Linked DNA regions of Sus scrofa: region 2 is linked to region 1. Evidence: chromatin contacts called from public HiChIP or PLAC-seq data. All regions are on one chromosome and are shown on one strand. The core of a region is the stretch at or near the end of the contact, and the rest is flanking DNA. Distances in the headings are between cores, read along the strand shown. Region 1 holds the start of EEF1B2 (eukaryotic translation elongation factor 1 beta 2). Region 2 has its middle 43 kb from the start of ZDBF2.

Region 1 (6,260 bases), core at 1,876-4,375:
TGCTTAATGGAATCTTAATGTCTCTAAATGGATCCTCTCCTCAGCCATATAGTTATAGAAAATACATCTTGTGTTTGTCACACACATGCCCACTTTCTGTTTGGCTAAGAAAGAGGTGTTTAGTTGTGTAACAGTTTTTTTCCCACAGAGGAATGCTGCAGTTGCTACCATGCGAACAGCTGCAGACCAGTAGCTGTGGAAGTTTTGAAGCTCTGCCTCAAAAGAAGATATTGAAATATGTATTCAAGGAATGTGGAGGAAACTTTGGGAATCAATCTTTGGAAAAGATTATTCATGTTATTACGAAAAGAATTAAGTTATATACAAATTATAAAATGACCTACTTTTGGCTTTCTTTGACTCATACTGTGCAAGGCGTTCTTCTCTTAGCCTCTTAGCTTCTTCACTTTCCTGTGAAGAATAAATTTAATATATTTCACAAAGCTGGTTGTTCCCCGCCTTAAAGCTGATGGGATCATCACAAAGACCAGCTTTATCAGAAAAAAGCAAATCCATCAGGAGCTCAGCCGAAAGATGGTGATTTGATTTTATTCATCATGTAGCTAGTGAGGATTTTCAAAAGGCAGGTAATAAAGGGAAGCTGGGATTCGACCCCAGCCATTCTGGCTACAGAGACTGTGCTTAAGCACACTGACACACACACATGTCAATTTATGCCATACCTCCTCATCATCGGATCCAAAGAGGTCAATGTCATCATCATCTTTACTGTCTGTAGCTCCACTTTCTGTGGTGTCTTCCACATTGGCAGGGCCATACTTGCCCAAAGCTTTCTTCACTCCTGGCAGGCTTAAAAAAATTAATCAACTGTTAGGATGGTATGATATCCCCCTTTATTTATTTATTTTTTGTCGTTCTGCCTTTTCTAGGGCTACTCCTGCAGCATATGGAGGTTCCCAAGCTAGAGATCAAATCGGAGCTGTGCTGCGGGCTTATACCACAGCCACAGCAACATGGGATCCAAGCCGCGTCTGCAACCTACACCACAGCTCACGGCAATGCCGGATCCTTAACCCACTAAGCAAGGCCAGCGATGGAACCGCAACCTCATGGTTCCTAGTCGGATTTGTTAATGACTGAGCCACAACAGGAACTCCATGATACCCCTTTTTAGACAATACATGAGAACTTGTTTTCATTACAACTTATCAACCGGTCCCTTTTGTACTGAGAACTTACCCTTCAACGCTCCCATGTAAATACCTGTGCATGTTTTAGGTCCTCACTCAAACATTAACAGCACGTGACATGTCATATTCAATATGCACAATGGTTTGCTTTTAGGATGAGTATTTCTGTTTGAGGTTTCATTAAGCACACTCAGTGGACTGGAGCTCACTCCCCCACCCCCACTCCATTCTTGTTAGCAGTTTCAGAAGAAAGGCAAAGGACTAAAAGAATGAGCCACCTGCTAACCCAGAGGTGAGTCCCCCAGATCAGGGTTAGACGCATTAGCAGGGTAATGTGGGGAAAAGCTAAATTGCTATTGTTGAAGTAAAATCATATCTAATGGCAAGACAATAAATAATTAAACATAAAAATTTTCTCTCCCCAGTTTGTGCCTCCTCTCTCCCCTTTTATGTATACTGTGCATCTGCATTAACCAAGCCTCCTTACAGGTAACATTCTTTCCTAATCTTGGGCCACCATGACCCACAACAAACTATTTGCTTTGCACCTGTAGATTTGGATTGTATAAACTGTTAGTAACATGTCATTCAACATACGGCCCTATCTCAAGAACTTCTATGGGTGGAACAGTTCTCAGATGTTTCTGAGGGGCTTTTCACAAGTTGTAATTCTCATTGTGGCTTGAGTAAAACTTTCCATTTCACCTGATTTGCTTTTTATCAAAATTGTTCATGTCCTACCTGTTACATGAAAAAATGGAGAATTCCAGTCTCTTGGTCTTCTAAAGTCACAGAAATTTAGCTTACAATATCCCAACAAACATGAAGTCGCCAGAATCCTAATTTGTCACGCGAAAATCCCAAGTTTAACCTTAAAATCAGTCCATTCTTCAGATGAACACAAAGATAATTTTACCTGGCCTTTTCTTTTTCATAAGATTTGATGTGATTATACCAACGTAGGGCATGACACAAGTCAGCAGGTGGTGGGCCGGAGACTGCTTCAAAAACTGCCACATCTGCTTGTGATGGCACATACCTGTCCATGATACAAAACTAGTTATACACACCTCAAAAAAAAAAAAAAAAAAAAAAAAAGCTACGAACACCAGCAAATAAATGACAAACGCTACGACCCTCAAATTATTGAATGAGAACGCGCCCATTTGTTAGGGGGCCCTAAGGTGCTTTAGCTATTTGAGAAAAGGAGAAAAAAAAAAGCTCCTTAGGATCAGGGATTATCTACTCAGTTCTCCGCGCTATCCTGAGACATGCCTGACACTTAGTAGACCTCGGAAATTGCAATCACTAACGCCATGTCTACAGGCTTCCATCTGTTAACTGAGCAAAACGCAGAAAAACCTAGTTGAATCAAGTAATCGAAAAGAAAGCACCTCTTTAACCCTTCTCTCTCTGCAGCCCCTTCCCCCGGGAGAGCCCTGGGTCCAGGCTTCCTTTCCTCCAGCAGCAGCCGAGGCCGCGCCACGTGGCCCCACCGCACCCGGCCGCCCCTGCCGGTCCGCTCACCCCTCGATGTAGCTCTTGTCTGCCAGGTAGTCGTTGAGCACCTGGAGGCCGGCGGGGCTTTTCAAGTCTCCAAAACCCATGGCGATTGTCGATCTGGGAACTGGGCCGCAGCGGAGGAAAAAAGGAGCGCAGGCGAGGGAGCCTAACGCTAAGAGGAAAAAGGCCGCAAAAAGCCCGGAAATTCCTTATATAGAGACGGAGGCGTTTCTCTCCGATGCCCCTGGCCGGAGGTTAGAGGTTAAAGGTTAAAGCACTTTACGCTTCCACAATGTAAAAATCAAGGGCTCTGAAATAGGCCGACAGATTGCCCACCGGTATTTCTCTGTGTTTGCAAATCATTAATAAAATGGATATTTCTCAAATTACTATCGCCAAGGGCTTCGGAAGATTACAAGAAGAGCCTTTTGAAGCACCGGAGATGACCGAAGACGTTCGGCCTGGGCCGCCAGGCCACTTCCGGCGGAACTGCAGGTCTGAGCCAACCCTTCTACCCCGCCCCCGCTCCCGGCTGCAACGCCCTCCGCCCCGCCCTCTGTCAAACTGACGGAAGTTGCTGAACTCAATCTACGCGGGAAGTTGTTGAACTGGGGTTTCTGGTCCCTCCCGGCTTTCCGTTCTTGCAGGACTGGCTGACGGAGATGCCCGAGGCCGCCATATTGAATAAGCAAATCGGCCTTTGAAGGGGTCGTTGCGGTGTAGACGGTTCTGCAGAGCAGCCATCCTCGGCGGCTCCAGGGAAAAGGTGAGGTCGTGTTTGGGTGAGAAGGCTGAGGTACCTTGGCCCTCGGAGTTTGTTCCTTGATGAGACTCTTTCCTTTGGTCCAACCGACTCATTTCTCCTCTTGTCCTTGACTGGGTACCCCGTTCCACCCTGCCTCCTGGGGAACCCTCAGAAAGCCGGCAGGTGAGGTCTGTTAGTCAAGGTTTCTGGTATGATGGAACAGAGAGGAGGAGAGGTCTGGAGGCCCGGGGGGAGCGCTAACCCGAATGCAGCCTTGTGGGTGACCTTCCTTCTGCAAGGGAATGCAGGACAGTCCTCTACCTGGAGAGAAGGCCGTATTGTTCCCCGAGAGAGGACCTGTGCCAAGTGACATGGGCCTAAAGACGGAGCATTTTCCACCAAATTAGCACAAAACCTGGTACAGTGCATCTTTCGTTGCTGTTGCCTTAGCAACCGTACATGCCTCTTATTATTTGGTTATGTTTATGGATTGGATAACACTTATTAACTCTTTCACTGGTGGGGAAACTGAAGAAAAGGACATTTTAAAATTTGTCCCAAGGTTGCAGTGCGAATAACAAAAAGCTACGTTGTTTAAAAGTTTGGGGGAACTAGTACATGTACTGTAAAATCGTGTATCAGAGACGACTCTGCTCAAATACGAATTGAGGGTGTAGGAAATGTAACGGTGAACTGTTTCTGATGAATAAACAGCAAATTAGTTTTTTATGGAATGTCCTTTTTTTCCACCGAGTTGTATGTGCATCTTTAAGCGGGGTGTTATGCGTTTGCCAGAACACCTGCATTCTTTAATAGCAGAGAAGTGACATTAAGTTATGGCCAGAGAGTGGAGATAGAGTTCATTTAGCAGACAGTTATTGATCGCCCACTATAAGCCAGAAATGAATCTACTAAGAAGAATTAAATGGTGATATGACTGGGGAGTAGTTAGGACATTTTAGCTGGGCTGGTCAAAAAAGTCTTCCAGCGTTTTTACATCGTTGTATGAAATACTGATTTTTGAATTTGAATCTGTCATTACTCTAATTCAGCAAATTCATTTTTACCTTCATATCAATATATTTTAATAGGACAGATTCTGCATATTCTGGAATTTGGTGATATCCACTTTTTTTTTCCTCAACATTTCACTACATGTATTTCCTCTTATGCAGTCTAAGCTGAGAATGCCATATAAATGGGTCACTGTGAAATGTGACAGTATCCACGGTTTGGGTGTGAGGTTTCAACAAACCTCAGATCTTGTAATTGTATTATTTACTTTTTTTTTTTTTGTCTTTTTGCCATTTCTTGGGCCCCTCCCGTGCCACATGGAGGTTCCCAGGCTAGGGGTCCAGGCTATGCCAGAGCCACAGCAACGTGGGATCCGAGCTGCATCTGCAACCTACACCATAGCTCACAGTAACGCCGAATCCTTAACCCACTGAGCAAGGCCAGGGATTGAACCCGCAACCTCATGGTTCCTAGTTGGATTGTTAACCGCTGAGCCATGATGGGAACTCCTATAGTATTTACTATTGAAAAAAAATTCACCTATAAGTGGACCTGCAAAGTTCAAACCTATATTGTTTAATGGTCAACTCTATTTGATGATTATTTTCTCAAGGGCACCATGCTAGGTCTTCAGAAAAGGAAGATGACCAAAGTGCACCCTTCCTTTTCAAGGAGCCTATAGTTTAGTAGGTACTGAAGTTGTTTACTAACCTGTAGTTTAGTAGGTGGAATAATAAAGACACATATATAGTGTGTGCCAATAGGAAAGAGAAGGAGCACAAAGGAAAAAAAGCACTTTAAAACTGATTTTCAGTGGGTAGTACTGCCTAATTGATTGAGTTCAGCTTCTACTGGTATTTATTGAGCCGCCTACTGATAATACCTAGCCTAGGATTGCTTTCTTCTTTAGATAAGGAAGCAGAGACTCTGATTTACCAAAAAGCCACTCACTAGAAGGTGACAAATGTCTGTAAGTTCAATATCATAAATTCTGAATTAATGAATTTCATGAGTTATTGAAGCTTGAACTAATGAAATTTCCTGTTATATACTATCTGTAATAGGTACCTGAAACCCTATGCTTAAAACTTATATATATGTACTATTTTCCCCCTCCTTTAACCTTTGAAATTCTTTATGTGATACATTCCGATCACATAATTTGCATTTTCAAGAGTTCCAAATGAAAAGTTAGATGCTTAGCCCATATAATCAAGTAGTAAGTTCATTGCTTAGCCAATACCATCAAGTGAATGGATAAAAAACTCTGAAAGGATAACTTTTCTGTCTGTTTTTTATGTATGTCAGTTGGTGTTATATGATCTACTTCCATTATTTCCATTTATTTCAGTAATCAGCAAATCTTTGAGAGAGGGTTTCTCATATTCAACACTGTTGACACTCTAGACAATTCTTGATTATAGGAGACTCTTCTGAGTATTGTAGTCGTGACAACAGATAAGTTGTCTGGACATTGTTAAATGTTCCCTGGGAAGCAAAATTGTTTCTTGTTGAGAACCACCGTTTTAGAGCTTACTGTATTCCAACCTTGGGGGTAGATACTGAGGATAGAAAGATTCAAGAAGTTTATAACACAGTGTGTGTAGAATAGGCACATAAATAGGTAATTGCAAATTTGTAAGATAAATTACTACTTGGCCCAGAAAATAGCACTCCAGACACTTAAAGGCTTGGGCTTGTGGGCCAGCTCAGAATATCTTGGGAGCATTTAATAGATAACTGCTCAGAATATCAACGAAAATTAGCAGGAAATCAAAGCAGAAAAATAGGCTTTATCTATTAATGATACGCTCACTTTTATTATGTTTCAAGTTTGATCATTTGTT
Region 2 (6,260 bases), core at 1,855-4,354, 69 kb before region 1:
CAAATGGTAACTTTGCCTCTGTCCACAGCTTCTGTATCCGCCCTTCCTCAAAATAAACAGCTCAAATTTCTTTCTCTCCAGAGAGGCTTATTTTGAGGTGGCATATTCTGCTAAGCCTTCAGCCTTCACAGCAGCCAAATACAAACTGGGGGTTCCTCTAGCAGTTTCATCTAACAGTTGTTCAATGAGTTGGCCTCATCATGTTTTATGATCTAACAAGGTTTGGCTCTCATATCACATGGCTAAGCTGATATTAGACTTTAGGAAGATCTGGTTAGCTCCGCAGAGGGAAAGCTGACCACCCCAAGGCTGCCTCCACACGTCTCAAGAGTTTCTGAATTCTGTGCCCTGCATCAGGTACTTCCCCACATGTGCCCTCATCTGCCAGGGTCACACTTGAGATGAGAGAGGAAAATCAAACCTTTCATGTCCCCAAAGCCTGGAAAATTCTCTCTCAATCCACCTAAGTGTCGACTTAAAAAAAAAAAAGCACAAACTGAAAGTTGAGAGTGAAGTTTTATCTGGGGGGAAATTAAGACTTAAGCCCAGGAGGTAGCATCTCAGGTAGCCCTGAGAAACCACTCCGAGGATGTGAGGGGGGAAGCTAGGATATATGAGTGTTTGCAGCAAAGAGAAGGTAGGGAGTTCCTGTCATGGCTCAGTGGTTAACGAATCCGACTGGGAACCATGAGGTTGCGGGTTCGATCCCTGGCCTTGCTCAGTGGGTTAAGGATCCAGTGTTGCCGTGAACTGTGGTGTAGGTCCCAGATGCAGCTTGGATCCCGCATGGCTGTGGCTGTGGTGTAGGCCCGTGGCTACCTGGGAAGCTCCAAATGCTGCCCTTGAGGCCCTGGAAAAGACAAAAAACAAAAACAGCAAAAACCAAAGGGAAGGTAGTAGAACAAAAGATTTACAGATATCCGGATTTACAGAAAATCAGTTTCTGTAGGAAGATGTAAAGGTCTGGACTTGCTGGAATCTCTCCTTTGATATGCACGGCAACTGGGGGCCAGTCTCCTTTGTTTCTTTCCTGAGTTCCCTCCGGGCTCACTGGCCCACCCTTGGGAGTGGCTGTTCTCACAGATGACCATGATAGCTTTTGTTTTGTTCATTAACTACAGCCAGGAAAGGGGAAAAATCAAGATCTAAGTCTTAAAGGTGAAGGGGAAGTGCATGCAGCCATCCACCCATTTTACAGATGTTTGCTGCTGGTCTTATGAAGGTTACTACTAGTCATGACATCACCATGAAGGGTTTTCAGAGTTTTTCTAGATATGAGGAGATGCAAGAATTGGGCGCATAAAATCTTCTCCTAGGAGTTCCCGTCGTGGCGCAGTGGTTAACGAATCCGACTAGGAACCATGAGGTTGCGGGTTCGATCCCTGGCCTTACTCAGTGGGTTAAGGATCCAGCAATGCCGTGAGCTGTGGTGTGGGTCACAGATGCGGCTCGGGTCCCAGGTTGCTGTGGCTCTGGTGTAGGCCGGGGGCTATAGCTCCAATTGGACCCCAAGCCTGGGAACCTCTGTATGCCACGGGAAGCGGCCCTAGAAAAGGCAAAAAGACAAAAAAAAAAAAAAAAAAATCTTCTAAAAACACCTAACTATCTGAACATCTATTCTTCCAGTTTTCCTAGAGCACAGAGTGCCTCACTCCTGGTCTTCATCCAGAGCTCCGCTCCAGGGGTGCTGCGGGTCGGCAGCTGCAGTGGCTCATGTTTTACTCCATGTAGAGGCTAATGGCAAGTGCCAAACTTCAGTTCCCATAAATAAAGAAATAAAGGAGTTCCCTAGTGGCCTAGTGGGTTAAGAACCCAACCTCGTCACTGCAGCGCCTCGGGTCACTGCTGTGGCGTGGGTTCAATCCCTGGCCTGGGAACTTCCGGGTGCTGCAGAGGAGGCCAAAAAATAAAATAAAATAAAATTAAGATACATATTTATTTATTTATTTATTTTTGCCTTTCCTAGGGCTGCTCCCACGGTATGGAGGTTCCCAGGCTAGGGGTCTAATCAGAGCTGCAGCTGCCGGCCTACACCACAGCCACAGCCATAGCCACACAGGATCCTAGCCGGGTCTGCAACTTACACCACAGCTCAACGCCGGATCCTCAACCCACTGAGCAAGGCCAGGGATCGAACCTGCAACCTTATGGTTCCCAGTCGGATTCGTTAACCACCAAGCCACGACGGGAACTCCAGATACATACTTATTTAATAGGAAGTTCCAATTCCTCTGTGTTGGAAATACACTGAAATCCAGGAAATAAAATCTCTCTCTCTCGATGAGCCTTCTAGTTGCACTTGAAGAGTTCTCCTTTGACATTCTAAGGTTCTTTGCATCCCACCCCGTTGACAGGCAATTTAATTTGACTTTTCTTAAGTGAAAGCCAAACAAAGGAGGGATTGGTGCCTCCCCCATCACTGGTTTACAGCCTGCGGTGCTCAGCCAGCCGCTATGATTACCGTTCAAAAAAACAAACCTCCGTCACACACGTGTACACGCTGAGCTGAGCAAAAGAATTAATTTGTGCCGCGTGTTCCTTGCTTACTTTTCTCCTGCACTACATGGGGAATTTGTATGCAGGGGCGGGGAGGGAAGGAAGAGCCACATTCACGTGAAACCCAACATCATTCCCCCTCTACAGTCTCCTTTCAATAGCCAGATAAAAGCCAAATGAGGAGGCTGGGAAAAGAGTGTCCAACGTAGCTGCCCTGAAAACCATCCTCCATTTCATTCTGGAGCGGGGAGGTTACACCCAGACATCACAGAGGCTTCTCTCCCCACCGAGGATGAACTGGTAAGTGCTTTCGTCTTTGTTTTCCTTGCACTGACACGTTTGCAGCCGACCTGAGGAGGAGGCCTGATGCTGATTTTCTTACATAGCCAAGTGTTTGGACTAACTACCAGCTGGCAGAAAAAAAGGAAAAGGACTCCTGATAGTTTAGAAAAAGTGCTCTGAGCAGATTCCTATTCTTGGTCCTGTCAAGTGTTTGGGAAGCGAGTTGGCGACAGCTGTGATTAAATCGAAAACCCTCAAAGAGAGACCTCAAAGAGAGAGACTAGGAGGAGGTTGCGAGGGTGGGGGTAGGGTGTGCGTTTACCCTGGAAAATGACAGCTCACAAATGTAGTCAGCCCTCGGAAATGTCAAACATCATTAGAGGGAAGCCCGCTGCAGCAAAATGGGGTGGCAGGAAGTGGTCCTCCGAGGTGGCAATTGATTTTGCCCTCCTTCGATGGCAGAGTGGGAAGAAAGTTCTAAACTGAGTTGTAACGTGGTTGGTTTCTTTCCTTCTCTCTTTGAAAGATGAATAATAGCCTGTGGTTCTTCAAAACAAACATTTTTGGTGGTTGCCGCACTTTTGAAATCTGTCCGAGTAACTGGCCTCCGGGCTGGTCTAATGAAGCACCAGTGGCTAATTGAAACGGAAGCCTGTGGGAGAAAAGGTTCAGCTAAGGTGACTGTGCCTTTGGTAGTCAGATGACTGAGAGCCAGTTTTTGTTGGTGGTTATCTAATAGTTGATCGTTTCCTCCACATGAAAACTAAGGAAAAACAAATGAAAATCTGATAACAGATCTTTCACCAGCAAATATGCGCTGAAACTGGCCCTTCGCACTGGAAAGAAACTCATTTTCCCAAGCGTCTACAAACTTATTGCTAAATTAATCCGCTTGGATTTTTTGTTTTGTTCTGTGAAAAAGCCAAAGAACCTCTCTTCAATCTCAGATTACCTAGGTCAACTCATTCCTCTGAGTAATTCTCATCAGGCTTGCACATCTTCCAGACACTAAATGATTTTTAAGTTTTTTCATGGCTTTTATTTATGATTTTACCTAAGGCTTAAGCCCTTTAGTTTATAAAAGAATGTCATACATTCTGTAACTTTAACTGTCATCTCCCCAAAATAGATATTTAACCCAACATGCCCCTTTCAAAGTCTACAGAAATTAAAGCTAACACACATGTAATTTTCAAAGGAGAAAAGTTTTATGCTAAAAGATTTTTTTTTCTGAATTGGTTGTAGTTGAAAAAAATCAAAATCAATCTAAACATCCAGTAGTAAGAAACTAATCAAGAAACTTCTTACATAGTATCTCAATGAAATATTTTGCAGTCATTAGGAAATCGTTAATTTGGAGGCTTGTATAGCGTCATGGATGAATGCTCATATTATGTCAACAATTATAGTTATGTTATTATCTGTATGTTATAAAAGTATTTACTTTTGTAACATATAAGATTATATGTTACAAAAGTAAATACAGTTGGAGTTCCCGTCGTGGCCCAGTGGTTAGCGAACCAGACCAGCATCCTTGAGGATGCAGGTTCGAGATCCCTGGCCTCACTCAACAGGTTAAGGATCTTGTGTTGCTGTGAGCTGACAAAAGACCAACCAAAACAACAAAAAAGAGTAAATACAGTTGAAAAAAAAATTGGAAAAAAATATGCAAAATTGAAAATAGTTGTGTTACGTTGGTAGCGAGCTTATGGTGTGCTCATAGTGAACTGTGTGTCAGGGAGGAAAACCTTTTGCTCTACCCTCTTAAATTCAGTTTCTGAGGGCTTGCACATTAAACTGACGAGTGACAGATTAGCAAGAGATAATACGAAATTGAATCATGTGTTTTTGAAATTGAATCATGTGTTTTTGTTAACCATCCATGTGAGGGTTCATAGAAAAATGAGACTCAAAGGGATGGCTTAGAATTGGGGGCTTGTATACCATCTTAAGGGGAAGGGAAGCAAGAAAATGACACAGGAAAACTGGTGACTTCTTAATAAGGGAAGGGGGAGAATGGGCATTTGTGGGAAAACAAATGACTTTTTAGAAAGATAAATGGACCTTTCGGAGAATAGATGGGCGACATGACAGTTTTTGTGACAATATCTGTTTAGGTCCATTTCTTTGTTGTTGTTGTTGTTGTTGCTATTTCTTGCATTTCTTTTTATTTTATTTAATTAACTAATGTATTTATTTTTGTCTTTTTTTTAGAGCTGCACCCGCCGCATATGAAGGTTCCCAGGCTAGGGGTCGAATCAGAGCTGTAGATGCTGGCCTACACCACAGACACAGCAACGCCAGATCCGAGCCATGTCTGTGATCTTCAGCACAGCTCATGACAATACCGGACCCTTAACCCACTGAGCGAGGCCAGGGATTGAATCTGCGTCCTAATGGCTGCTAGTCAGATATTCATTTCCAACATCTAAGTCTAATGTGGAGACTTTAATCTCTGGTAATAAAAGTCAATGTTTCCTTGTTGATCCTGCAGAGATTTATGACAATTGAGTTCTTTTGGGACTTCAAATGCCATCTGCTCCAGATAATTTTTTTTTTTTTTTTTTGCTTCTTAGGGCCACACCTGCAGAATATGGAGTTTCCCAGGCTAGGGGTCAAATCGGAGCTACAGCTGCCAACCTATGCCACAGCCACAGCAACGCCAGATCCAAGCCATGTCTGTGACCTACACCACAGGTCATGGCAATGCTGGATCCTTAGCCCACTGAGTTAGGCCAAGGAGTGAACCTGCAACCTCATGGTTCCTAGTGGGATTCGTTTCCACTGCGCCACGACAGGAACTGCCTGCTCAAAATAATTTTTATACCACAGTGGCATATGCTGGACCCCTTAAGGTGATATGTCCCTTCTTCTTCCCCAGACTTTCTCTAACAGTCTATTACTTGCATAAATTTTTTTTTTTTTTGTCTTTTTGCCTTTTCTAGGGCCGCTTCTGTGGCATATGGAGGTTCCCAGGCTAGGGGTTGAGTCAGCTGTAGCCACCAGCCTATGCCAGAGCCACAGCAACCTGCAACCTACACCACAGCTCATGGTAACGCCGGATCCTTAACCCACTGAGCAAGGCCAGGGATCGAACCCTCAACCTCATGGTTCCTAGTTGGATTCGTTAACCACTGCGCCACGACGGGAACTCCTACTTGCATAATTTTAAAACTTTATAATATTGAAAATTCCCATCTATTTTTTCTTCCTGTCTCAATTTTCATAAAAGCCCCCAAAAGTTAAACCCTTCAATCTGATGAGGGCTCCTCAGTTTTTTTGCCCGGTTTCTTTGGTGACATTAACTTTAGTAAAGGTTTCTGCCTCATAAAACTTCTCATGAATGTAGTGGAAGCCAAGACCACAGTAAAAACTGATAGTATGGAGTTCCCATCGTGGCACAGTGGAAACGAATCCGACTAGGAACCATGAGGTTGCGGGTTCGATCCCTGGCCTCACTCAGTGGGTTAAGGATCTGGCTT

The links. HiChIP or PLAC-seq counts read pairs in DNA pulled down with a chosen protein or histone mark.
Region 2: an H3K27ac HiChIP or PLAC-seq map of skeletal muscle shows a contact between it and region 1. The contact joins the enhancer-like site here to the promoter of EEF1B2 in region 1. A contact is called at or near these places in 1 of 5 promoter capture datasets (skeletal muscle), 7 of 47 Hi-C or Micro-C datasets (embryonic fibroblasts, epiblast stem cells, fetal skeletal muscle and 4 more) and 1 of 2 datasets of contacts at active chromatin or transcription factors (skeletal muscle).

What each region holds. Positions count from the first base shown.
Region 1 is chr15:109,448,766-109,455,025 of Sscrofa11.1, reverse strand. EEF1B2 (eukaryotic translation elongation factor 1 beta 2) reads right to left here and starts at 3,125. Exons shown (of 6, transcript NM_001243524.1): 1 at 2,679-3,125; 2 at 2,068-2,190; 3 at 684-810; 4 at 345-411. The coding sequence starts at 2,758. NDUFS1 (NADH-ubiquinone oxidoreductase 75 kDa subunit, mitochondrial) reads left to right here and starts at 3,213. Exons shown (of 19, transcript XM_003133603.5): 1 at 3,213-3,420.
Region 2 is chr15:109,517,500-109,523,759 of Sscrofa11.1, reverse strand. It overlaps a transcript of GPR1 not described here. Among named protein-coding and RNA genes, the nearest start is that of ZDBF2, 43 kb to the left of the region's middle. Within about 2 kb of position 3,104, at least 8 of the 83 cell types and tissues checked have an H3K27ac peak or open chromatin away from gene starts, as enhancers often do. A contact at or near this core is called in skeletal muscle, where this site is marked.